7 separate regions of the Mus musculus genome follow, and regions 1, 2, 3, 4, 5 and 7 are each linked to region 6. A link is a contact called in public HiChIP or PLAC-seq and promoter capture Hi-C data. All regions are on one chromosome and are shown on one strand. Each heading gives the region's core, a stretch centred on a gene start, on an enhancer-like site or on the middle of the called end of the contact. The rest is flanking DNA. Distances are from core to core; before and after follow the strand shown. Region 1 holds the start of Hoxb9 (homeobox B9). Region 2 holds the start of Ube2z (ubiquitin-conjugating enzyme E2Z). Region 3 holds the start of Hoxb6 (homeobox B6). Region 4 holds the start of Mllt6 (myeloid/lymphoid or mixed-lineage leukemia; translocated to, 6). Region 5 holds the start of Rpl23 (ribosomal protein L23). Region 6 holds the start of Sp2 (Sp2 transcription factor). Region 7 holds the start of Ttll6 (tubulin tyrosine ligase-like family, member 6).

Evidence for each region. Promoter capture Hi-C pulls out the DNA fragments that hold promoters and counts their contacts. HiChIP or PLAC-seq counts read pairs in DNA pulled down with a chosen protein or histone mark.
Region 1: a contact with region 6 is called in an H3K27ac HiChIP or PLAC-seq map of bone marrow-derived dendritic cells, with 8 times the contacts expected there. The contact joins the promoter of Hoxb9 here to the promoter of Sp2 in region 6. A contact is called at or near these places in 11 of 39 promoter capture datasets (the 3T3-L1 cell line, 3T3-L1-derived adipocytes, cranial neural crest and 7 more), 2 of 484 Hi-C or Micro-C datasets (nephron progenitors and palatal mesenchyme) and 10 of 115 datasets of contacts at active chromatin or transcription factors (bone marrow-derived dendritic cells, cardiomyocytes, embryonic forebrain and 7 more).
Region 2: a contact with region 6 is called in a promoter capture Hi-C map of liver, with 6 times the contacts expected there. The contact joins the promoter of Ube2z here to the promoter of Sp2 in region 6. A contact is called at or near these places in 5 of 39 promoter capture datasets (the 3T3-L1 cell line, the C10 cell line, hippocampal neurons and 2 more), 2 of 484 Hi-C or Micro-C datasets (cerebral cortex and regulatory T cells), 3 of 115 datasets of contacts at active chromatin or transcription factors (bone marrow-derived macrophages, extraembryonic endoderm stem cells and pancreatic cancer cells) and 1 of 9 other capture datasets (macrophages).
Region 3: a promoter capture Hi-C map of embryonic stem cells shows a contact between it and region 6, with 3 times the contacts expected there. The contact joins the promoter of Hoxb6 here to the promoter of Sp2 in region 6. A contact is called at or near these places in 12 of 39 promoter capture datasets (the 3T3-L1 cell line, the C10 cell line, cranial neural crest and 5 more), 15 of 115 datasets of contacts at active chromatin or transcription factors (bone marrow-derived dendritic cells, bone marrow-derived macrophages, cardiomyocytes and 10 more) and 2 of 9 other capture datasets (adipose tissue and embryonic stem cells).
Region 4: a promoter capture Hi-C map of liver shows a contact between it and region 6, with 4 times the contacts expected there. The contact joins the promoter of Mllt6 here to the promoter of Sp2 in region 6. A contact is called at or near these places in 2 of 39 promoter capture datasets (liver and pre-B cells) and 2 of 115 datasets of contacts at active chromatin or transcription factors (memory CD8 T cells and pancreatic cancer cells).
Region 5: a contact with region 6 is called in a promoter capture Hi-C map of liver, with 5 times the contacts expected there. The contact joins the promoter of Rpl23 here to the promoter of Sp2 in region 6. A contact is called at or near these places in 5 of 39 promoter capture datasets (the 3T3-L1 cell line, liver, neutrophils and 1 more) and 1 of 115 datasets of contacts at active chromatin or transcription factors (pancreatic cancer cells).
Region 7: a contact with region 6 is called in a promoter capture Hi-C map of embryonic stem cells, with 3 times the contacts expected there. The contact joins the promoter of Ttll6 here to the promoter of Sp2 in region 6. A contact is called at or near these places in 1 of 39 promoter capture datasets (embryonic stem cells) and 2 of 115 datasets of contacts at active chromatin or transcription factors (embryonic stem cells and pancreatic cancer cells).

What each region holds. Positions count from the first base shown.
Region 1 is chr11:96,269,064-96,272,780 of GRCm38.p6, reverse strand. Hoxb9 (homeobox B9) reads right to left here and starts at 1,451. Exons shown (of 2, transcript NM_008270.2): 1 at 723-1,451. The coding sequence starts at 1,239.
Region 2 is chr11:96,063,268-96,066,704 of GRCm38.p6, reverse strand. It overlaps Ube2z (ubiquitin-conjugating enzyme E2Z), which reads left to right and starts at 1,341. Exons shown (of 7, transcript NM_172300.3): 1 at 1,341-1,753. The coding sequence starts at 1,431.
Region 3 is chr11:96,297,134-96,300,585 of GRCm38.p6, reverse strand. Hoxb6 (homeobox B6) reads right to left here and starts at 1,512. Exons shown (of 2, transcript NM_008269.2): 1 at 995-1,512. The coding sequence starts at 1,409. All of the region lies in intron 1 of Hoxb5os (homeobox B5 and homeobox B6, opposite strand), which reads left to right.
Region 4 is chr11:97,662,120-97,665,915 of GRCm38.p6, reverse strand. Mllt6 (myeloid/lymphoid or mixed-lineage leukemia; translocated to, 6) reads right to left here and starts at 2,504. Exons shown (of 20, transcript NM_139311.2): 1 at 2,236-2,504; 2 at 882-961; 3 at 376-430; 4 at 77-186. The coding sequence starts at 2,344.
Region 5 is chr11:97,781,045-97,784,385 of GRCm38.p6, reverse strand. It overlaps Rpl23 (ribosomal protein L23), which reads left to right and starts at 1,947. Exons shown (of 5, transcript NM_022891.3): 1 at 1,947-2,042; 2 at 2,497-2,580; 3 at 2,924-3,052. The coding sequence starts at 2,030. Snora21 (small nucleolar RNA, H/ACA box 21) reads left to right here and starts at 2,620; the gene lies at 2,620-2,747.
Region 6 is chr11:96,975,676-96,979,221 of GRCm38.p6, reverse strand. Sp2 (Sp2 transcription factor) reads left to right here and starts at 1,534. Exons shown (of 7, transcript NM_001080964.2): 1 at 1,534-1,601. The coding sequence starts at 1,595.
Region 7 is chr11:96,132,097-96,135,577 of GRCm38.p6, reverse strand. It overlaps Ttll6 (tubulin tyrosine ligase-like family, member 6), which reads right to left and starts at 1,792. Exons shown (of 15, transcript NM_172799.4): 1 at 1,617-1,792; 2 at 670-707; 3 at 1-93. The coding sequence starts at 1,792.

The sequences.
Region 1 (3,717 bases), core at 202-2,701, 710 kb after region 6:
CCCGGCCTAAGTGATCGGAAGCCCCGCGGAGATCAGCGTGCAACCGCAGGAGGAGAAACGGCCGTCCTGTCGAGGATGCCCTAGAAGGGCGGGGGACCCCCGGAGGGAAGGCTCCCGGGGAGGGGCCGGCGCACCGGGGAGGGGGCTCCGTCACCGCATCCTGGGCTTCCCCCGCCCCTCCCGGCGCCTGCTGCCGACCCGACGCGGCTACTGCGTGAGATCTGCTAGGAACAATCCTCCGCCAAGCTGTTGCATCGCAAATAAAATCCTAATGAGCCCCCTCCCCCTTCCCCTTGGCCGGCAGGGACGGTCTGCGCGTGGCGCAGGCGGCTCTGCCGAGTGCTCTTCGGCCCCGTGCCCGCGCGGGCTCCGGGCCGCGCTGGCCATCGGCCCGGCCTCCTACAGTTCTATCGCAGGTCCCTCTCCCTTTTTCCAGCCCGAGCCTGGGGAAGAATGAAGGACTAGAGAGACTTGGTCCCTGAGTCTCAGTCCCTGCGCCACAAGGAGGAGTGGGGGGTAGCCTCAGTGTCCCCCTCCTGGACACCCAGCTTTTTGCTTTGCCAGCCCCTTCCTTCCTCTTCCCTCCACCCACTCTAGCCCTGCGGCCCCAGGCGCTCTGTCCCTTTACATTGTCCGCTTTATGGCCTCTCCCCTCCCCTCCCCCGGGCCTGGCCTGCAGCCTGGGGGGGATTTCCTCACTTTTTTTTTTTTTTATAACTTACTTTGATCCGGCCTCTCTTTGTCCTCGCTTCCTTCGCAAATTTTATTGTCCCCGTAGCCAGCTCTTTGATTAGACAGGACAGCCTCCCTGCCCGCCGAAGTTTCCAAACTGTACTCGGGCGTGCCCTGTTTGAGCAGCTCCCCCGGCGCGCCCAGCAGCGGCTCCGCCTTCACGGCCGCCTGGCCCTGCCCCGGGGCGGCCTCGGCGCGCGGCGCCGGCTCTAGCCAGGTGCGGAGGTACCTGCTTTCGGCCGCCGGCGCGCCCTGGGGCTGCAGGTAGGGGTGGTAGACAGACGGCAGGCTCCCCGAGGCGTGCGGGCTCAGCGGCGCCCAGGAGGCGCCGAACACCGGCGCTTTGGGCTGGAAGCTGCACGAGGGGAAGTCCAGGTGCTCGGCGTGGCCCGGCTGCCGCGGGTTCGCGTACTGGCCCGAAGGAAACTTGGCTGGAGGCGCGTCCTCGCTCTCGTGACTTATGATCGAGTCGACATAATAGCTGCTAAGCGTCCCAGAAATGGACATTCTCAGACATTATCCGCGCGCTCGCAGGGGGAAGGGAAGCGCTCGCGCCGCGGCGCCCAAGCAGGGAAAAGGTGGCACACGGACCCGGTGCAGAGGGCTTTCGGACGCGACCCCCCCCAGACCCCCACCCTCCCACCCCCACCCCCTGCTCAACTTCTCAGCCAACAAAGTACAGTGGAGCAGCCCGGCTCGGAGCTCCTTGCAAAATGATTGGTCAAAGTTTTGCGGACTGCCTGATAAAGCGTCAGCTCCGACATAAATCAATCGGGCGAGGGGGCTGCGCTCGCGCTGTCATCCGTCCTCACCGCATTCCATATCCAGGATGGATTGTTTTATGCTGATGCAATGTGCTATCACGTCAGGGCTCCGGCGGCCACGTAACCTCAGCCTGAGCTGCCGGGCCGCCCGGGCCCCTCCCGCTTTTACAGGAAGGGGGGTTCTCAACATGGGGCGATGGGGGCGGAGGAGAGGCGGAGGCAAGCAGCGGGCTGCCTCAGGAGGGACGCAGGCTGAGGAGCCCTCTCCCCAGGCAGATTGGGGGGGGGGGGAGGACCAGCATACAGGGAGGGAGAGCGCCCCAGCCTCAGAGCTGCGGGAGAGGCCCGACAGGGTAATTAAAGAGGAGGTAGTCTTGTCGCCCCCCCCCAACACCTCCACCTCCACCCCGCGGGCCCTCATTTCCTGTCCTCTGTCCCCTTGACAGAGATGTTTATTAAACAACAGCAGTACAGCGACCCACAGGAGATGAAGTAAAAGGATGAGAAAGAAGTTGGGGCTTTTATAGGACAGTTATCCTCTTTGGAGGGGGTTCAGGGCACAATTTGGGGAGATTTACGTGACTAGGCTCTTCCCTTGATCCTTTAGCAGCTGAGAGAGGCGAAAGGGGACTAGTGTCCAAAGAATCATTATCTGTCTTGAAATTATAGCCTGCCTAAGGCCAAAGAGACACACCAGGCCCTGGAACTAGAGTTTCGGGAGACTAACCAGTCTTGTTTAACTCCTTAAAATTTTTCTTGGGCCTTTGTGAAAGGCTGGGTCCATGGTCATTTCTTGTCCTTCATCCAGGAATCTCTGAGACCCTTAAAAATGTCCAGATGAGAGGGCTAATGTGGGAAATGATTAAAGGAGAAGGGGAAGAAGACTCCCCAAACGGCACAGTAAGGAACACCGGGTTACCTTCCTTTCCATCCAAAAAGGGAAAGAGGCCAGCTAAATTCTCAGCACTCTAGCGCTTTTCACCCGGAATTGCCGCTCTGGAAAAGGTCCAAATACTGACATAGGACGGTAGCAAGTACAGAGGAGTCCCCGGCATCAGTCCGTTTCCCCCACCCGCCGCCTTCTCGCCTACAATCCTCTCGTGGAGATTACAAATAGTGCATTTTATTAGCAGCTAATCTGCGGCCCTGCGCAGGGACTCCCCCGAGGCCACGGGCTGGTTTCCTGGCGGCTCTCCCAGCTCTTGCCTCTACAGCTTCTGCCTGGGTGCAGGCGCCTCCCCCGGTGTGGTGCTCTGGGAGGCCGGGCCCCTAGACAGGCTTGGTTTCCTCGGGTTAGGTTTAAAGACAGATTTCTTGGCTATTCTCTGAGTCTGGACCGTTATTAGGCAGACTGCTCCGGGGGCCATGACTCCCTCCTTAGCCTCCCCTTCTTTTAGAAAAAGTGGAACCGTTCTAACTTGGGGGTCAATATGTTTTTAGCCAGTACCCCTACTGCCCAGTGGAAGGCTGCGGATCACCTCCGAGAGCACACACACAGTCCCGCCCGCTTGTCTTTCTAAATGAAGCCATCTCGTGTCATTACGTGTGAAATACGAGGGCGAAGCGCCATATTTCTTCACATTATGGCGATTTCAAAATGATTTTTTAAAGATCAATGCGGGCGCCCAGCCGGCCCCTTCAATTCCACCCACGCTCTTGGAGAGCGACAGCCCAGCAGATCCGGAACCAAACAGCGTGAAGATCTATTTTTTTCCCTGTAGTATCCAAATGGGGAAACAAAAATCCGATGCAAATTCTTCTAAGTAGCGGTTGGACGCTTGGAAAAGTCAAGAGAGCTTCCCGGATCTGCCAGCAAGAAGCTGGGCCTGGAGCGAATGAATCATAGTTAGGGCAGAGCACCTGTTCCTGCTTTGCTAGTCCTATGAAATCTGCCATCAGTTTTACCTGTAATAAATATAGTCTTCAGGCCAAAAAAAAAAAAATCCCCTCCCCAGCCATAAATAACAGCGTTATGAAGCATGTCGAGGTGGGTATATGATTTTCTGTAGTATATAAATTAGGGCCCAAAAGGACATGTGAACTCTGGGCCGGGGCTCTTTTATTTATGGAAACGTGATGGAGCAAGGCTGTTTTTAAGACCCAAGCTGTATAGGCGCTGGGCTCTGCCCGCTGCCCTCCTGGTTCCCATTCCTCTCCCGGGCTTTGCTGCAGATTCTTCACTGGTTTAGTTTAGAGAAAGGATCAGAGGAAGAACCTTTGG
Region 2 (3,437 bases), core at 92-2,591, 910 kb after region 6:
TAATGTATTCACTATTCCCAGACCCCCGCCCCCAGACCATTTGAGAAAACGCACAAATGTCCAGAACGCAGGCTCTTCACTTGTTGGTTTTTGTGTTTTGAGACAGGGTGTCCCTTTGTTGCCCAGATTGCCTTGAACTCAATTTGTGGCCTCAACTATTTATGTACGATAGTTCCCTCATCATTCCTCAACCTCTCTAGTGCTTAGCTTACGAGCTGTGCCACCACAGGAGCCAGGCTTCTTCGGGAGGAAAAGAAGAAGAAAAAAAAAAAAAAACAAGATCCAAAGTGAGGCTCTGGCTGTTTGTTCTAGAATGAATCTTCATAAATGTACTAAAGTTAATATGAATATTTCATTGGGTGTGGTGGCTTATGCCGGTCATCTCAGCACTAAGAAGGCTGAGGTAAGCAGCTACATATTGGAAACCTTGTCTCAAAAACTATTCATACACTTTGCTATAGAGTATCAATGTGTTTGTTTCGGATGTTGTCTCAGACCAGCTGAAAGGGTTGTGTAAATTCTCAGTCATGCGGTACCTCTGGTTTTCCTACAGTTAGCAAACACACACACAGACTCATATTCCTGTCAGTAGAACAAGGTTAAGGTCTTTTCCCCTTAGTCAGAGTTAATTTTCGTATTACAAATCTCAATATAGTTCTAAGAAATTGAGAATTTCAAACCCGTAACTCCAGGATTAGCGGGTAGAAAAGGTACTGAGCTTGGAATCAAGCCTGATGCTTGACTTCTACCAAGCTGTCAACTTCTGTGTCATTATCTCCAGGGCAATGCCTAGCAACAGCTCCTGGCCTTTAGTATGCCCTTCATAAATAAATATCGAATAAACTCAAATGAGGTGGTCTTTTATTCGCACGTTCTGATTCCGTTCTTCCTCTTAGTCCATCCGCAGTCAGGCGACAATAGTAGTCGATGGGGGAGAAGACCAGACATGATACAGCACAGAGCCGTAGGGATGTGAAGGGCCCTAAACTACTCAAGCTCTTCTTTCGATTGCCCTACAGGGAAGGTGGACCTTAGTCCTACCCTAGGATTGAACATCGATGGTCCCTCCCTTTAAAAGAGAAGCTGTGGGTCTCTCCATCTTCTTTGAACTGTCTTCTCCGACATCAACTCTCCCAACATAAAACCTTTAACCATGGAAGGCTACCAGCATCTCCAGCGGGGCGCAGAATCTGCGCTGGCCTGGAGCGCCAGCTAGTCCGCTAGCCCCCGCCCCCCGCTCTGGAGGACCGTGGGTGGACGCTCTGGCAGCACGCCTCTCGCTGGTCCGGGCGGAGGTGGGCGGAGCCAGCGCCACCCGGGCTGGGGAAGCCGAGGGTGGGGACACTCTGGCCCGGCTCTCGGTGGTGCGGGAGCAGCGGCCGCTCTGGTCGGCGGACGTGCTGCTGAGCAGTCCCGGAAGCGAAGCAGCGATGGCGGAGAGTCCGACTGAGGAGGCGGCGACGGCGACGGCTGGCGCCGGGGCGGCGGGCCCAGGGTCGAGTGGTGTTGCCGGTGTGGTCGGCGTTAGCGGGAGCGGCGGCGGGTTCGGGCCGCCTTTTCTGCCGGATGTGTGGGCGGCGGCGGCGGCGGCGGGCGGGGCCGGGGGACCGGGGAGCGGCCTGGCTCCGCTGCCAGGACTCCCGCCCTCGGCCGCTGCCCACGGGGCCGCGCTGCTTAGCCATTGGGACCCCACGCTCAGCTCGGACTGGGACGGCGAGCGAACCGCGCCACAGTGTCTACTTCGGATTAAGCGGTGAGCCGGGGGTTTTTCCTCCCTCACCCCGGAGCTCCAGGGCTCGACCTTCCCCGCCCCCCACCTTTCCCCATCGGGGCTCTCTCCCGCCTCACGTCTTCCAGGCCCAAACCCTGCGGGCCTCTCTACTGACGGGGGCCTTAAGTGTCGCCCTTTCCCTCCCTCCCGCCCTCTCAGCGCCCGGCCCTACAGCCCAAACAGATCCGCGATTGCCCTCGGGCCTACCCCGCCCCTTAGCGACCTCCGGTGAGCCCTGCAGCTCCGTTCCGGATGCCTTATCCCTACCCCCTCCCGTTCACCCGAAACCTGACCCTTTTGCTCTTCTGTAACGCTCGGTCCCGCCCTTCGCACTTCCCCTCTAACCTACCCCACCAGCTTACCTAAAGGCTGCCCTCAGGCCCCACCCATCAGTTCTCCATCTCTTCTGGAGTCCCCGCTTGGAACATCCTCTACCTGCATTGCCCAGTTGCAGACTCGAGTCAGTCTTCCTTTTTACCTTTCCTTACCTCGTTTCCCCACCATATGGCCCTTTCCACGGGTCTAGAGAGCCTCCCTGACTTTCCAGATCATTTCTTGAACCCCCTTTCCAATCACCCCAAAACTGTCCCTCACACCTGTCCCTGAAACTCTGCGTTCCTACCATCTCTCACTATCACTCTGGATTGTAACATCTTAGTCAAGAACTTTTTTCCTATTATTTACCCCCAAGGTTGTCTGGTTTACTTTTGTAAAGCAGATGTACTCCCTTCAAATACAGGAACAAAAGGCCTAGGGCCTGTCTGTGCTTGTGTCTTGGGTGACCGATCTTAGATCGTATCACTTCATAGATAAATATGTTTTGCAAAAGTGCTCACTTAGTATGGTACCAATTGCATGGCAAAAGATAAGACTGTTGAGCTATTAATTTTGAAACTTGTTTCCTGGTGACCAGACTTAGTCTTTTCATCTTAGCCTCTTATCTGGCTATTATCCCAAACATTCCAAGTCCCCTCAGGTGTCTGCCCGGCTACATATTTTCCAAGTTTTTAATAAAAAAAAACTACACCATGCACGTAAAGTACCTGGCACAGTGCCGGACGTAGAACAACTTCACAGTTATTGCCACCCCTAACTTAACTCCTTAGCTGTTTGATTCTCTTAGTCTGGATACAGCTTTGAGTTTGGCCTGGACGAACTTCTTTGTTCGGCTACCCTTCTGTGTCCCCAGACTTCCTCATAATTGACTTCTTCTGAGCCAGTTCTCAACTGATCCATTCTAGTTGATTACTGACCCAGAAGTTTCATTCATCCTAGTTACTAAATGTCATCTTTCAGAGATGAGATTCTGGTTATTTCAGAGGATTCCCTTTTCCTCAAAACAACTATCCTATTAGTTTCCTGGACACACAGGTCATGGTAGACTTGCTCCCGCTGGCTTCATGCTGTCTCCTTACCTTACCAGCAAAGCGAACCCATATGTTTTATGGAGTAAGTTTTGTAGTGAATGGAATGAAGCCCTCCCAATTGAGAAAATCTCTGTGTTCAGTTGTAGTACCTGGGAATCTGGGAGATGGGAAGTAAATGAGTTTTCATGTGGGAAGAAGTGACAGTATATAGGATGTGACTTTTCCAGGGTGACATCTGATACCATTGGGATGTTGGCTTATTTTTCCTCTCTGAGTCCCCCCCCCCTCCCCAGGAAACA
Region 3 (3,452 bases), core at 263-2,762, 680 kb after region 6:
AGCTAGCCTGTCGGGAGTAGTCTTTCCCCCTCCCATTCCCTGGTCCCCGTTTCCTACTCCTCCAGCGCCCCCTCCAGATTCCCTCCTGGACTCCGAGGCCTGTGCTTTCTTTCTGCCTAGACTTTCAGTGGGGGGAGAGGAGGGGCACTTGGACTCTCACCTGAGCTTGGGGGAGGGGCTGGCCAGGTGTGCCTCCTACGAGCTGTATCTTTTCTTTCCCTTCCTTTCCATCCATCCAGCCCTCCCTACCCTACTCGATGATAGATTCTGGCCCTTAATCCCTAATGACGTGGATCGATTCATAGTCCGCATTAACAGCCCCTCACTTTCGTGTCCTGCTAATGGACATCAATTGGGACTTGAAGCCCACAAATAATCCAACCTGAGACCCAGGAGCCAGTTTGTTCTTCTCACTCCCTCCGCCTGTCCTCTCTTCTTCCTTCCTCAGACTATACGACCCTATGGTAGTGTCTCACAGCTCCCTGGTCCCCCTTCCCCAGTTCTCCTCCCCCAGCCCCAGGGAAACACAATCCAGGACCCAAGTAAACTCGCCCTTGCCGGCGTCATGCCACCCCTCCCCTTTCATGACGCACTCTTGTTTTTAATGGAGTGGTCTTTGGGTGCGGGGCACCCCCCACCCCTCAGATCCGGACAAGAGCTAGGGAGAACATAAAGGAATACAGGACCAGAGACTGAGTCCCCTAACCTCTTCCGGATCAACAATCCTAGCCTGACTTAAGTAGGGAGAGCCCACTTATTCCCCCTGCCTTACTGTGCAGCTGGGACTTTGCAAACTTTGCAACTTCTGCGGGCAAGAGGACTGATCTGGAGGTCGGGGGGGGGGGCAATCTTGCTCTATCTGCTGAGATGCCCACCTAGTTCCCAATGGGAGAATTGGGGTTGGGGGATGCTGACACTTTCAGTCTTTCTGCTTGCCGACCCCCCCCCACACACACACACACACAGACACGGGACAGCGGGAAGTCTCACTCACTGTTGCACGAATTCATGCGCTGCATCCACGGGTAGACGGGCGTGGAGCACTTCTGCTCCTCGGTCTCTCCGAACACGCTCTTGTCCTGTGCGCAGTCGGACTTGCGCGGCTCGGGGTGGAACGGGGGCGGCTCGTCGGCGCCGGAGAGAGCGCAGGCCGCGTCCTTCTCCCGGTAGAAGGCAGGCGCCGGCCCATAATCACAGGGCGCCGCCCGGCCGTAGCCGCCGCCGGCTGGTGGGTAATAGGAGGACGCCGCAAAGCCCTTGTCCTGGCCGGGTCCCGGCCCATAAGGCGCGGGGTAGTGCCGCAGCGGGTCCGCATAGCCAGACGAGTAGAGCGGCAGCTGGCCCAGGAAGGACTCCTGCCCGCTGGCCAGAGTGACGGGGAAGGTGGAGTTCACGAAATAGGAACTCATCGGGAGGGGAGGCGCGCGAGGCCGCTGCTGCTCCGCCGGGTTTATGATTTGTTGTGTTTTATAGTCCGAGCGCCGCGCCTATTAGTAGTATAGCCGAGATTGGGTTTTAGCTGAGGGGGGATGGCGAGGTGCCAGTGAGGGCCAGAAGGAAATACAACCATCTGATCCAACACTGACCAATGGCAGAGGCAGGAATTGTCAAATAGCACCCAGGAGGAGCGCAGCCTGCACGAGGGACCCGCGCACAAACCTATCAACCTTTTCCCCCTCCTTCCTCTCTCTCTCTCTCTCTCTCTCTCTCTCTCTCTCTCTCTCTCTCTCTCTCTCTCTCTCCACAACGCGCCCTGATCCACCTACGTATGATCTGCGAAAGAGACGTCTGTGCTTTTGAGGGAGGAGGAAGCAGTTAGATGAAGATCATCCCATTCCCCAGTGATGAAATAAATACAACCTCCCCCCCCACCCCACCCCACGCAGGAATAGGGAAAAGTTAATTGTGTTTTCAGAAAAGTTAACCCCTGCGTTGCATGGGCCCGTTCCCTCAAGGGAGGGCTGGGTAAATATCCTCGAATCTCGTTGAGAGAGAATAAAGGGGGAAGGTCTGTTTCTAGGGTTTTGTACTGGTGTGGTGGTGGTGGGGGGTGGAACGAGAACGGACTTGTCCGCTTATTTGCTTCATTTTAGAAACAAGAAAAGAAGAAACACCCTCCTTTGAAGGTTTGGAAAATCGTTTATTGTTTATCAGGCCTGTTTCCCCCTTTTAAGTTTAGGTTTTATTGTATCCCGACTTCAACCCAATTCCCCAGCTTAGAGGAGGGCAAGCCAGTTCCTTCTGCCTAGAAGACCCAAAAGAAGGAAATGTCAGGGGTGTGTGAGCCCAGTTTCTCCCTCTGGCTGCTCCCCGAAGCTATTTGCTATTGCTATTTGGCAAGCCGACCATCCGTATGCCCAGCACAGCTCAGCCGTCCTGGCTGCAGTCTTGACTGAGACTGGGCCCTGGAGAAAGAAACTAGTAGTCCTTAAACTTGGTGATGAAGGGGAAACCCCAGCCTAGGTAACTTTACTTGTTTTCATCTCTATTCTTCCTGCAACCCTTGCTTGGTCTCTCCTCATCTATCCTTATCTCTCAGGCCAAATGATGTAGCAAGAATCCCTGGCTACAGATTTTTAGAACCAAAGATGTTCCCTGTAAATCTAGATACTGGGGGGAATTGTCTTAGAAATGTTGAGTCTTCAGTATTGGAGACCGAGAGTCTCCTCTTTTTCCTACTCTCTTTATAAACTGGTGGTTCCCTTTGAAATTCGCATCCCAAGACTTGGTTTGGATTTGATTTTATAAGGAGAGAAGGCTGCTAGGTCCTCCTAGGGACTTAGTAACCACCTTCCAACCATCAAACTGGCATGCTTGCTCTAGTTCTAGACACTCACAACACTCCTGTCTCTCAGCCACTCTACAGACCACCTCCCACGTCTCATGTTTATATCACCTTCTTAGCTGCTGTAAGGACTTGGGAGTGGAAGAAAATAGCTATGCTCTCTTCCTCTCTCATCCAAAGAAAATAAGGACAGATCCCAACCTGGGGGACACAAGGTATTTCTGACATTCTAAAATGCACACCCAAGACAAACAGTGTATCCAACCTGAAGACAGGGAGGATTGGTTGTAAGACGGTGCCTGGGGTCAGGCCAGGCTGACCCACCTCTGCCTTGTTCTTTGGGTTCCTTTTTGTGAGCCAGCTCTGCCCACGGTTAATAGGAAAGGGCTGAGGATGGCTGATCAAGAGGGAGGATTTATTTGGCTGCAATGTGGCCTCTGAAGTTCTTTGAACTCATAGCAACTGCTAGGCTGTCCCTTTGTGGCAAAATGACCATTCCCGGGTATCTCTCTTAGCCTCAATCCAGTGGTGGAGGTGGTGGGGCATAAAAAGAAGCTCAAACCTCCTAGTGGTGAAGAAAGCATTGCTCTCCAGTCTAGAAATGCTGGGCCCATGCTGAGAGAGGAATAGGAGCTATTTCATCAAGGCAACAAGGCACGGGAGGACC
Region 4 (3,796 bases), core at 1,255-3,754, 690 kb before region 6:
GCTACCGAGGGAGCTCGGAGCGCAACGGTGGCACCCAGGATTGCTACCAGGAAAGGGAGGAGTGAGGGCCGCTAACCTTGTTGAAGCGATCATGAGGCACGTACTGCAGAACGATGGGCTCCATCGTGAGCACGTTGGCGAACTGCACCTCCGGGATGTAGAGGGCGCACACCACATGGGCCCAGCCTGGGGCAGTGTGGGGACTGGCCTCAGCAGGACGGCAACACAAGACCCCACGCCTCCCAACACCAAGCTGTAGACTGTCCCCTGCGTCTACAACCTTCCTGTACCAACAGGAGCAGGGAAAGCCAGCCTCCACCCCACACCTGCTGGGGGGCCTGGCTGACCTCAGCAGGCGTTCAGGGTTCCCCTCACCTCCATTGTCAGTCCTCTTCAATGCCCCATCTTTGTGCGGGCACAGCTCACACCTCTGCCAATGCAAGGAGCACAGGGATTGGGGGGATCTGCTGAGCTGGGCCCTCCCTGAACTCATCCAAAAGGCCCGAAGATAACATAAGATCTGGGTGGGGGCTGAGGCTGTAGAGCAAAGAGGCTCCTAACTGCTGAAGGCTGAATAAGGAGAACCTGCTGGTCACTACAGCGGCCCCTCAACTTCCATAGCCTTGAAAACCTTTCATAGTAAAAAGTTACAAAGCAGCACATAGACACCCCCCCCAAAAAAATCAAAGCCCCCAAGCCGGAGGTGAGGCGGGGCAGAGCTGAGTGCAGAGCTGAGGGAGAGATGGGGCTGGTGATAGGCAGCAGCAAACAGGAAATCCTGAGTGACAGAGCTTAGTCCTGCCCCAGCCTCAGGGTACCCTATTAACCTGCAGGAGATGCTCAGGTGTAGGGGAGAGGAAAGGGAGAGGGGCTGGACTCACCACCCTGGCTGCACGCTCCTGAGATTCACATTTCCTGCAGAACCAGGGTCCTGTTGGCACCTGGACGATGCCATAGCAAGCTAAGGGTGGGGGAAGGAGACTCACTGAGCAAAGCCATCAGCCAATGGTTCCCCCCCCCACAGAGTAACTGGGGGCAGGCAGGGAAGAGACCCAGCCTACTAAAGCCAGCCCAGTAGGTGGGGCTGCTCCCCAGACCCGGGATCACTCAATGGAACAGGACTACAAGAAATGTCCAACCGCATAGAGCCAGCCTTCAATCACACAACCAAGCATTTCAAACAGGGGCAAAAAGTCTGACAGAGTCCTTGACCTTAAACTTCCAAAGATCCTCCATTCTCATCCCACCCCTCTCCCTTTTTTCTGGACCTGAATTCCTCCCCCTCCCCCCCCCCCCCCCCCGCCGCCTCTGCCCTGACCAGTCCCCTAGGCACCAGAACAAGAAATAGTCATGATTGTAACACGTTTTGTTGTTATGAGGGGAGGGGGGGTGCTTCTTAAAGGGCCAGTAAGGGATAAGCCAAGGAAGTCGGGGGTTCAAGGACCTCATCTTCTGCCTCTGTCACACGTACAGGTCAAAAGTGAAAACAGAGGGCAGGTGCGGGGCAGGTACCCAGAGGAGAGTGGCGGGAAAGGCCCGCAGCCACAGCATTAAGGGTTGTCTTGGGAAGGGGGGTGGTGGTGGTTGCCTGTGCCAGACAGGCGGAGATGCCAGCCTGCGCCCTCGGCAAGATTCCTTAAGGAGTTAACTCCCGAACCATGTGCGGCGGCAGGGGGAAACTCCAAACCTCTCTCTCCTCCATTCCGGCCCCCTGTAAAACCGCTCTCCCAGCCTCAGCTCTTCCCCGGAGGGTTTCAGGATCCCTTCTCCCGTGGGACCCTTCTCCTCCCTTCCCAATTCCGCTCCTCCCAGTATCCGGAAGCGAAGGGGGATGACCCCCCCTTGACCTCTTCCTCCCGGAGCGGGAACCAAAATAAACCGGGCGGGAGGGGGGGTTACCTCGCAGGTAAACATTCCCGGGACAGCCCTGACACCGGCGGTGCGGGGCTCAGGGAGTTCACTCCTTGCGCCCTGGACTCTCCCCAAAACTCCTTCAACTTGGGGTGGGGGGCGCGGGACTGAACAATAGGCAAGAAAACAATGCCTGACCCGGTCCTGGAGGACCAGGCTGGGGATGGGGGGGAGCCCACGCCGCCTTTCGCTTCAGGTGGGTGGGGGAGGGGCAGGCGCCCCAGGAGGGCTCCGGAGGGCGCGGCCGAGGGCACCCCGTGCGCGCGCCGCCCCGGGGTCCCGCAGCTCCCCCCCCCCCGCCGGCCGTCTCCCCCCTCCCCTTACCTTGGTGGACGGCCACGCTGCACGCGTGCCCATCGCAGTAGACCAGCGGGTTTTCGGCCCAGCCCCTCTCGTCCGAACATACGCAGCAGCCTCCTACCATCTCCTTCATACTCCCATGAGCTCCCTCCGGGGCTGGGGCTGGGGGCCGGCCGGCGGGGGTCGGGGGTCAGGGGGGGAGGGAGGGAGCGGGGGCCGCGCGCCTCCTCGCCCCCTCCTCCGCCGCCGCCGCCGCCGCTTCTTTTCTTTGCCTCCTCCTTCCTCCTCCTCGGCGTCCTCCTCCTCCTCCTCGCTCGCTCTGTCTGGCCGCCCCCCCCGCCGTGCTCTCGCCCTCATGCCCCGACGGGCCCCCCCCCCCCAACAATGAGACTCGCGCGCCGCGCTCCCCTTCCGCGCCGCTCGCCGGCTACCAGAGCCGCCCGGCCGCGGTGCAAGCAGGGCCCGGCGGGGGAGGCGCCGAGTGGCACATCGCGGGCGCCCGCCCGCCCCGCGCCGCCCGCTCACGCGCCGCCCCCCCGGCCCCCCTGCCCGGCCGCGGCAGCCATGGCCGCGCGCCTCCGCTCGCTCGCTCGCTCCCGGCCCGCCCGCCGCCGGGTAAAGTCTTAGGTTCAGGGAACAAAGCCTGGCTTGGTAGGGAGCTTTTCGCTCGTGCGCTCAGTGCAGCTTTCCCCGTCTTTTCTTTTTCCCTTTATGACTCTAGGTGGGTAGTTCCCGAGTCCTCCCCTCCGTGTCACACTTTGGGTCTCCGGTCTCCCATCCCCCTTCTCTGGGTGTTCTTCAACCCTAGGGAAATCTAGGGAAGATGAAAAAAACCAGGGCTCTTAAAAAGAACTGGAGCGATGTTAAACCATTTACCCGTGCTTGTTCTTGGAATGGGAATGGTGTCTCTGGATGGCAGCTCATGGGTGCTGTCCCTGGAGGTCACTCTGGAGGGTAGACAATGCCACGTGTAAACTTTTACTTACTTTACAAATCTTTTTTGTTAGTTTGAGACAGGATCACCAGTAGCTCCGGTTAGCCTCGAACTCACCACTTAGTGAAGGATGACCTTGAACTCCCAATTCTGCCTCTGCCACCAAAGTGCTAGAGTAAAGGCGTGCACCACCACGCCCCGCACAAAAATTTGTTGAATGCTAGAGTCGGCTGCGCGCCAGAGTAGAGGTATTCCTGCCCTCCAGGAACTTCCCTTTGAAGTCTTCAATGTCAAGGTCTCTAGGCACCTTAGGGGTACAATGAGGTACCCCACCTTAATTCAAGATCTCTGTTCTAAGTCGTAACTCCACCCCTAGCCTCAGGGCGTGCCTTGCGTTTTAAAGTGAGTAAAGCTGCCTCGGAAGTGCTTGCCAACAGAATCACGCCTTGACTTCTGGGCAGGTATAGAATCACAGTAGCGTACAAAAACGCACCACGAAGGATTAAAGTCCCCGAAATTGGGTCTAGGGTTTGATGGAAAGCGACCCAAGACTTCCCCCAGACTGGTATAAGCCCAAAGACGAGATCTGATTCCCCTTTTTTCTTTGCAAGGGGAAAGACGGCGCCCCCACAGGGACCAAAGGTCAAATAC
Region 5 (3,341 bases), core at 698-3,197, 800 kb before region 6:
GCAGAGAAGAACTCCACCCAGCTCCTCCCAACTCCTCAGCCCCCTATCATTATAGCTCGGGGTCGAACTCCCCTGCCCTGCACTGCAGAGGGACTTCATCCTCAGCTAGCTGATAATAAAACCTCTTGCAGTTTGCATCAGGTACGGTTTTCTCTCGAGTCATTAGGGTGCTGGCCAGTTCATCCCAGGAGCAGAGGCCCAGCTTTGGGGGTCTTACTGAGGCAGGTGAATGTTTGAGTTTGAGGCCAGTCTGATCTTCAGTGGTAGTTCTAGGATAGCCCCAGGTACACAGAGAAACCCTGTCTCAAACAAACAAACAAATCTTGCATATGTTAGGCATGTATTCCAGTACTGAGAGACACCCCCTAGCCATTTTTCCTATTTGGTATTTGGTATTTTCAGATAGGGTCTCTACATTGTTCAGGGTGGCCTTGAACTTGGGATAGCATCTGAATAGGAGAGATGACAAACTATCAGGCACTAATGTTTCTATTGCAACCTGTCCCTTCACCTCTCCATACCTCACTGTCCTTTCTTCATAATACTTCTTCCCGTTTGACAACGATATACTGTATACTGGAACTCTCACAATTACTCCTATTATTTAGGTTTTTTTTAAAGATTTATTTATATTATTTATATGAGTACACTGTAGCTGTCTTCAGACAGACCAGAAGAGGGTATCAGATCCCGTTACAAATGGTTGTGAGCCACCATGTGGTCACTGGGAATTGAACTCAGGACCTCTGGAAGAGCAGTCAGTGCTCTTAACTGCTGAACCATCTCTCCAGCCCACTCCTATTATTTAGTATCTATTACCTGCCTCCAACCTCTACCCTGGCAGAGGAAAACCCATAAAGGCAAGAATAATGCTCTATTTTATTCCCTCATGTAATCTGGACAGAATCTGGCCCTGATATAAGTATTCAACGCACATTTGAATGAATGTTTCAACAGAAGGTAAGGAAAATAGGGAGAGGTTGAGGTAGTAAAAGGGGAAATTAATATTAATAAATTAAAACATGTCCAGTCGGGCGTGGTGGTGCACGCCTTTAATCCCAGCACTTGGGAGGCAGAGGCAGGCAGGCGGATTTCTGAGTTTGAGGCCAGCCTGGTCTACAGAGTGGGTTCCAGGACAGCCAGAGCTATACAGAGAAACCCTGTCCCCCCAAACAAAACAAAACAAAACAAAACAAAACAAAACAAAACCTGTCCATCTTGATTATAAGCAAGCATAAACTATCCTATATTTAAGCTTTACGAAATTTTGCACATCTTTAAGAAGCAACAAAGCCAATCAATCGGTCACGGTTAGCTGTGGGCTAAGTCTAAGAATAATTAATAATAAGGTACTGAGTTGTAGTCCGAGCGGCTGTGTGAATGTCACTAATAGAGTATTGTTAACTCTCATGACGAAAGAATGTTATGGTACCAAACACACAGACTCATCTGTAGCGCTCCACTTAATTGTTCCACAGCCAAATGAAACCATTCTGAACTTGCTCTTGCCCCATGTGTCTGTTCTTTAGGAACCCTTACAGAAGAATTTATTTTACTCATGTATTTATTTGTTTTGAGGAAGGATCTCATGGGTAGCTGAGGTGATGTTGAAATCGCCGCAATTCTCCTGCTTCAGCTCCCACGATGCCGAGATTATTGGCGAGCACCACCACACCCGCAGCAATAATTTTCGAATCCCTGTTATCCAGAGAGGGGCTTGGCCACAGAGCTCAAAAGAAGCTGTTAAGCAAATTTTAAAAAGCCAAAAGGCAATGTGTCCATATCGCCAATTACTTCCGAGGCGTTGGGTGTAGCCCCAAAATTACTCGCCCCTACACATCTTAAGCGCAGCTTTCCCACGCAGAACGGTCCCGCGGAGGCCCAGGCCTTTTACGTCATCTAGCTGCGACCCGGGGAGGGAGGCGGGCTGGACGAGGTCCGGTCACGTGGCTGAGTGGGCGGGGCCTCCCGTTCATATCCCAGTGTCCCCTGTACTAACTTCCTTTCTGACCCTTTCCGGGCGTTCAAGATGTCGAAGCGAGGTGAGGAATTTTGAGTTTGGGGATCCGTTGGCATCTGCCGCGCGGGATGGCCCGCCCATCCCTTGGCGACGGCCCCCGGCGGCGGTGATAGTTTACAGTCCCGGGGCCGGAGATAGAGAAGATGGGGGCACCGCGGAGGCCTAGAGGGAGCCCTGAAAGAGGGCGATGCCAATGGTGTTGAGCTGGTGTAGGAGCGGAGCATGGGGCCGAACGGAGAACGTGGGGTCGACGGGACTGCGCGATATCTGCGGTCCCCGCAAATGCAGACGAGGTTGGAGCCTCGCAGTCTCCTTCTTCCGCAGGAGGATGCAAATAATGGGCACGGCCGGGTCCCGTGACAAGTGCGTGGTAGCCGGGGAGCGGCCGGCCCTCGCCGAAGCGTGTGCGGTGGGTTATAGTTGGGAACTGTGAGACCGAATGTGGACCCTTGTCCTGTCTGTTTCCCTCCCCGCAGGACGCGGTGGGTCCTCCGGGGCGAAATTCCGGATTTCCCTGGGTCTTCCGGTCGGAGCTGTGATCAACTGTGCAGACAACACAGGTGAGGCCTTCGGCCGCGTCCTGCCACCGTCCCCTTTTAAAAGCACTCAGTGAGCCTTTTGCTAGTGACCCACTGAGCCGTCAAGAAGGGGCAGAGTGAAAAACACCACTTTTGGGTGAAGTGGCAACGTGTTGTGTTGTTTAACTTCAATCGGTGTTGTGACAAGACACTTCTGAAAGATTACTTACAAGCCCGATGAGTTTTACGAAAACGGTTTGTTTTGGTTTGTTTGTGTTCATGCTTTTCTGAGACTGAGTTACTTGGTGTATAGCCTTGCTGACTCTATATTGTGAATTCTGCCGGTCTCATACAAAATTTACTTTTGTTTGTTTTTTTCCTATAGGAGCTAAAAACTTGTATATCATCTCTGTGAAGGGAATCAAGGGACGGCTGAACAGACTTCCTGCTGCTGGTGTTGGGGACATGGTGATGGCCACAGTTAAGAAAGGCAAACCAGAACTAAGGAAAAAGGGTGAGCGGGGAGGAGAGCTTGTTTTTTTGTTTGGTTGCTTGTTTTGGTTTGTTTGTTTGGTTTTTTTTTTGACAGTGTTTTTCTGTGTAGCCCTGGCTGTCCTGGAACTCACTTTGTAGACCAGGCTGGCCTCGAACTCGCCTGCCTCTGCCTCCCAAGTGCTGGGATTAAAGGCGTGCGCCACCACGCCCGGCCCTGGGAGGCTCCTTAAGTCGTAGTGGAAGGTAGAAGTTCTCTGGGTGTTGGAAGATGGGATCTTAATTCTGTGGCTGTCAAGGAAGCTACACAT
Region 6 (3,546 bases), core at 285-2,784:
TGGCTGTCCTGGAACTTTCACTGTAGACCAGGCTGGACTCAAAGTCAGAGATCTGCCAGCCTCTGCCTCCCTGCTGCTGGGATTGAAGGCCTGGGCCACTGCCACCCAGCTTGGCTCTATATTTTGTTATCACTTTATCTCAGCAACCTTTTCTTCGAAGTGACAGGAAGAAGGAGGAGGAAGATAGAAGAGGCGAAGAGAAAATGTAATGAGAGCTGGGGAACAGCTCGACGATACAGTTCATGCTTAGTGTTTATACAGTTCATGCTTAGTGTTGGGGACTTGATCCTCAGCAAATAAGACCCCAGCAGGGATGTATGTGTCTCATCTACCTGCGATCAATGTCTCTCAAATGTTGATTTGGGAAGCTTTGTTACATGTTCTTATAAGTTAATTTACTGGATGTAAAACATTTTTTTCTCACTGTGGGTTAAAACAACAAAACAAAACCAACCAGGAAGGGTGGTACTATGAGGTGGATGTGTGAGTGCTCTGGCTTCAACAAGAGTCTAAGGGTCCACTGCAGATGGGGTGTGGGGTTTCCTACCCACGCAGGTCTCAAGCCAGCGTGAATTCCCTCTGAGTGCTACGTACAGCTTGCCTAAGTTAGTCGTTCGCAGAGGGCCTGGAAGAGAAAGCTAAACCTACCTGTGGTGCCTGTCAAGCACGGCCCCTCATACAGGAGGAGATGAAGCAGAGACCAAGCAGGGTCGCTAGGATGCCAGCGTGCAATTCTGCCCACCTGAGGCGCAGGCTAAAATGCAGATTCTAGGCACACACACCCCGCCCCCCGGGAAATAGCAAATGTAACTAGGGACGACCCTAGGGATCTGCTTTTGATAAAGGCTCAAACACGCCTGTCTGAAGCTGAGAGGATCAGGGAAGCTCTGCGAAACATTGGTGAAGATTAACAGGGGCTTGAGATGACATAATGACAATTCCCTCTAGGAAGTGCCAGGTAACCCAACTCCTGCCAGGTCGTCGACTCTCGAGAGGCGATGGATGGCGGGCGAGGGCCTGAGGTGAAGGCGATGCGCTCACTGGGGGCCGGGCACCGCGTATCCGACAGCTACACTTGAGACTCACCATGCCAGACTGTATTGAGAGATGTATAAGCTCTTTACGGGGCATTTCACAGTAGCACTTCTGATTGGCTTTAGGGCAGATCTATCACTTATCTGCTGGGTTAGAGGTGGGTGGAAGGTCAATTACGACCAATACAAAAACACTTCTCGGCTAAGCCCCTCCTCACCCAGCTTCCTGTTGCTGTCCATCAACCTCCTAGCAGGCGGGACTTTGCCTCCCGCCAGTTGGCTAAAGGATACGTCGTTCATTCCCCCGTTGATTTCCGGTTGGCGACTCCTACCGTCTATCAATGACACTTCACAGTTCTATTGGCCAGACCAACGTCACTCTAGATGCTTCCCAATGATTGGTTGAAAATGCTGTCGGTCCCCAATGTACCAAGCGTTCATTGGTAAAAGCTGCCGTCGCTCGGGCGGTGGCGGGCTCCGGGATTGGCGGGTGCTAGGCGGGCGGTGTCAGGCTCTCGGTGGCGGCGGAGGCGGCGGAGGCCAGGGAGGAAGATGTCGTAATGAGCGGTGGGTCCTGGCGTCTGCCGGCGGCGTCTTCCCGGCCCTCAAGGGTCGGGAAGACGGACAGAGGCCTCGGGGAGGGGAGGCCGGAACCGGGGGTGCCCCCCTGGGACTGGGACTGGCGCCGGGGCCCGGCTACGGGAGGGGCGGGGGAGGAAGGATTCCCGCCCGGAGGAGGAGCGCGGCTGGCCGGCCGGGCGGAGGCACCCGGAAGGGGGCGTTAGACTCCCCGCCCCTCGGAGCCCCGGGCGGGAGGGCGGCGCTTCCGGGGCTGGCAGGCGGCGGGGGCAGCAGGGCGAGCCTGATAACCCCCTTCGCCCCCTCAGCTTGGGTCGCGCCGGGCCTTCAGCCTGCGCCCGAGTTTGCTCCACGCAGGCGGCCGACGCCCCCTCGGGCTCGTCCTGTGGGCAGCCCAGGCTTGGGACCCAGGTGGTGCCAGTCAGATGGGCCCTGCTGGTCTGAACTGCAGCCTGCTGGCCGGGCCACCGCAGTCCCAGAGGGTGGCAGGATTGGAGGGAACGCCCTAGGCAGATGACTGCTGAACGAAAAACCGACTTTTAATGTTTATACCTGGATCCTTGAGCCTGCGGCTAGTATCTGCAAGCTCTTGGAATTTTAGAAGTTTGGAGAACTTGTGGACAGAGCTCCCAGGCTATGGCCCGATGCCCCTTGCGGGGGGTGGGGGGGTTGGGCAAAAATGCACTGGAATTCCAAAAAAGCGTAGGCGCTATCGCTCGTAACAGATGACCTAAGAAATAAAATAGATGCTTTTCTTCATCCGCGTTGCTGGCTTAAGGGTGCTCAGAATCTTCCCTTCCTTCTTAGGTTTCTTTCCCAGTGCCTTATTCTAGTTTTAGTAGAAAAGGAACTGTCTTTTGCGCTGGGCGACTGAGAAACCTGTCCTCTCTACATTCCTTGGTTTTGATTCTAATAGCCTGTCATGTTTAATCGTTTCATAACTAACATGATCCAGGGGGACTCTGTTTGGTTTTTTCTCCTGAACTTTCCCCATTTTTAGGAGGTTACAGGATTATTACATATCAAAATAAAAGTTTGGGCCTGTAGAGGCCTGTCAACGAGGAGAGAGGCAGACCATAGCCAGTGGTCTGTGAGCCAGGAATTGGCCCAAGGGTCCCCTTTATACAGATTTCATTGTAGAAAGGCGATTAACTTTTCAGTGTGTACTGGCAGGAACAGGCTACAGCTGTTCCATGCTGTGCCCTAGAAGGCCCTTGGCATTACAGAGGACAAAACCCTGAGTTGAGACACCCCCCCCCCACCCCCCTGTGGTGATGAAGGTTGAATCCACAAATGTTGGACAAGCACCTCTACGGCTGAGCTGTCTTGGAGGGCTAGAAAGGTTAGGGTGAGCCAGCTCACAGTGAACTGGCACAGGGGATGACAAGAGCCCAGACCACACAGTAGCATTTTCCATTATTGACACAAAGAAGTCCATTGTCTGTAGCGATGAGTATAACTGCAGTGTCTTGTTTTCTTTTAAATTCTTAAGGACAATGAACAGCGCGGATCTCAGAACCTCCCAATAGGGCTTATGTCAGTGTTGCAGTGGTTTCTTATTTAGGTGGTAGGGTGTTGGAGCCTGGTCTTGCTGTGAAGCCCTGGCTGGCGTGTGTTTGTCCTGTGATCTGTGTAGGCCTTGAACTTGAGATCTCTATGCTCCAGCCTCAGCCTCCCAAGTGCCGAGGTTATGGGTGTGTACCAATTTGCTTGGTTTCTAGTGACCAGGCAGACGTCAATCAATACCAGTGACCATGAGTTATCTTTGGCTGAAGTGACGGATGAGCTGTCTAGTTCCAGTCCTCCTACTTGCCTCTTTGAGTAAAATCAACAGCCATTGGGAAAAATAAGCTGCTCTGACACCATTGTGAGCTCCGCAAGCTAGGCTGCTAAAGACACAGGCTCTTTGCCAAAGAAAACTAACTAGGATTTG
Region 7 (3,481 bases), core at 543-3,042, 840 kb after region 6:
GCTCCAGTGACACTGAGTAGTCGGTCCAATAGAGAGTCCAGTCATCATTGTCACCCGCCTCTCGAAGGCCATATTGCTGGGCGGCCCTGCGCACTGTGAAGGAGTTGAAGAAAAAAAAAAGTCTGGCAAGGGACAGAAGCAGGAAAGAGCTCTGTGCTGGGAGGTCCCTTTCTCACATATTGAAATTAGAGAGCTGGCTCCTTGGGACTGGAATGTCTTTGTAGATGGAGCAAAGAGTGTGGGGAATAGTGTTATTGAAGGGTACATCTGAGGCTACATGGGGTGAGTGTTAGACTCACCCTGGCTTCCCTTTCCCAGGAAAGAGTCCTCTAGCTTGTCTCCAAACATTAAACCCTGGATGCAAACTAATCCTTAACCATAACCAGGCTTAATCAGTGAGATAAACTAGTACAGAGGCAGGTGGGGGTCTGGGGGTGGGCAGCATTTGACATAGTTGAGTCTTGAGCTAGCCTGAGCTACACAGTGAAGCCCTGTCAACAAACATGTACGTAAATACGCAAGACTATGGGCTGTGCACAATGCCCCTGTGATTTTCAGGAGACTTCCAAGCATTCTGAGACCCTGTTTATCACCCTCGGGCATGCCCAGGACTGGCCCCTTCCCCACCCTTCAGTCTCCATCACAGACCCCTTGAACAGAGATACTTACCGCTGTCATACCGGCAGTTAGATAGATTGATCACCAATCATCTGGAAAAGAGAAAAGGGCAGACAGCAAGACACAGACAGATACCCAGGCCAGAACACAGGGCTGGGGCCAGACACATGTGTCCCAGTGGCCACACCAAGCCATGCACCTCACAGTTCCGTTACTCCATGTGTTACAATTGCCTTTGCTTGCGATTTTGTGTTAACACCATTGCCTCAACCCCCTTTTTAATTTTGTCAGTGATGGGACTTGAACCCAGGGCCTCCTGCCTGAAAGTGAGGCACTAGACACTAGGCTACACTCCCAGTGGTCCCTGTACTTTTACACCATCAGCCCATTGGGGACAGAAATTTTATTTTATTTATTTATTTTGGGGTTTGTTTGCTTGTTTGAGAAATTTTAAAAGGCACATATTTTTTACTAAAATATTGTCTCCCCCTTTCCACTAAGGGAAGCCATTTAGAAGATAGACAATACTCTCTTACAAGGCAAAGCAGAGTATTAACCCAGAAACGGAATGCGCAAGCTGCAGCTGCCAGCCGCCGGGGCTGGCAAGTCACTGTGGTCCTGTTACACTGCAAGTATGTGAAATTCCCAGGACACACGGGAGCTTGCGCTTAGGAAGGGAAATTTTTTCCTTGCTCCTTCAGCAAGGAGCTCCCTCTCCACCCAGTCTTTAAAAGGCATTGCAAACACAAATAGAAGGAAAAGTACAAGGTGTGATTCGAGGTTATGCACACTATTATGGGATGCCATAAAACAGAACACTGAAATTGGTGTGAGCCAGAGGAGACAAGCCCTGTGTCCCCTTTTCCTCTCATCAGCCAAGACCTTCTTCCCTTGGGCCCTTCCTGCTCTTATCAACACCGACACCACACACACACACACACACACACACACACACACACACACACACGCCCCGAAACTCCTCGTTTTTCAATACTAACCTTTTTTTCTTCCTCTTTTTCTTACCATGCTGCTGTGCGTTCTGGAGCCTCTTTTGTGTGTTCTCTCTCACAAAAGCCAGGGTGACAAATTCTTTTAGCTCCTCCAGATCTTCTGTGGAACTCTCCTCCCTCTCTTCAGCCCCTTCCTCACTTTCCGAAGTCAGGCACTGTAGCATCTTCCTAGCCCTGGAGGAGGCTCTGGGGAAACATCAGTCCTCCCTGGAGAGAAGGCAGAGCGATCAGCAGTTGTGTGGGTCCACCTGAAGGGGGCGCTCCTCCCTTGCTCATGTCCGTTCCCAAACAACTGGTTGTAGTTTATAAAAAATGCTCCCCGCTCCAAATGCGCGCTTGGTGCACGCTCAGGGAGAGAGCTAGTTCCACCTTTGGCAAAGACTCTGACCTTGGGGACTCACCTAGCCAACCCTAGCTTTGGTTTTGGCCATCTGGGGTTTTCTGAAAGAGGCCGAGCTGCTGCTATGCGCTGTACCACCTGGTAAACAATCTTATTATTAAAGTCAGAGTGCGCCTGGAGACAGCCTCAGAACTCAGCTTCAAGCCTTTCTATCTGAGGGACTGAGTCCCGAGGGGGCAGTGGAGGTGGGCTGAGTTCTGTTAACCCTTACAGTGCTGCATTCGACTTCCCACAAGGCAAGATGCAGGCACGAATAAGATGCACAGGCGGCTGTGAATCAACAGATGTCCGTTCCCAACAATACTGAGAATGGAACTAAGAGCTTCTGGAAAACTAGTACTCTTAACTGCTGAGATCTCTCTCTCTCTCTCTCTCTCATTCTCTCTCTCTCTCTCTCTCTCTCTCTCTTTCTCTCTCTCTCTCTCTCTGTCACACCACACACACACACACACACACACACACACACACACACACAGCGTTCTGCCTTCACAGTTCTTTAGGAGTACAGTCTCTGCCTCTGCCTCTGCCTCTCTGCCTCTGCCTCTTCCTCTCTGCCTCTGCCTCTCTGCCTCTGCCTCTGCCTCTGCCTCTGCCTCTCTGCCTCTCTGCCTCTGCCTCTGCCCCATCTGCCTCTGCCTCTCTGCCTCTGCCTCTGCCTCTGCCTCTGCCTCTGCCTCTGCCTCAGCCTCTGCCTCTGCCTCTGCCTAACCCAGATTTTCCTGGCCCCGTTCAGATCACAGCCCTCACACCAAGGCTCATATGGCCATAAGGCCCATTTCACAAGGCTCCCACCTCCTCCCTTCTCCTCCCCACCAACCTCCACGCCTTTAATGCCCACACTCCAGCCTCTCTCTCCTTTAGTGCCCACAGGCCTCTCTCCTTTAGTGCCCACATGCCAGCCTCTCTCTCTCCTTTAGTGTCCACAGGCCTTTTGCCATCTACTTGCCTGCCCTGCTCATACACATCCTTTGGATCAAAGCTTTTAAAAATGAATATCTTTATCTTTCAGTTTATTGCTGAAATCATGTTAAATAAAGGAGGCCTTAAAGCTGGGAGGGCAGACATCACCTGTGGCTCACCTACTCTACCAAAGCATCTTTGCCTTGGCTGTGAATTCTTAAATTCTAATTGTAATTATTCTGACATCATTTTAACCATCTTGGCACCTTCTTTCTGCCCACATAATATATCATAAAGGCGCGTTTGCATGTCCCTAGGTATATTTTTGTTCTCTCTGTCTGTGTGTGTGTGTGTGTGTGTGTGTGTGTGTTAGCGGACAACAAACCTGTGGGGGTTGGTTCCCCTATTATGTGGGTTCTGGGATCAACCTCAGGTAGGTAGTCAGGCTTGTTGTGAAACACACTTACCTACTGAGCCACATCAATGGCCAGCTGGTTCCTGGTTTTTAATGGCTAGGAAACATTCCATAGAACCAACCCTTGCCTTATTGCTG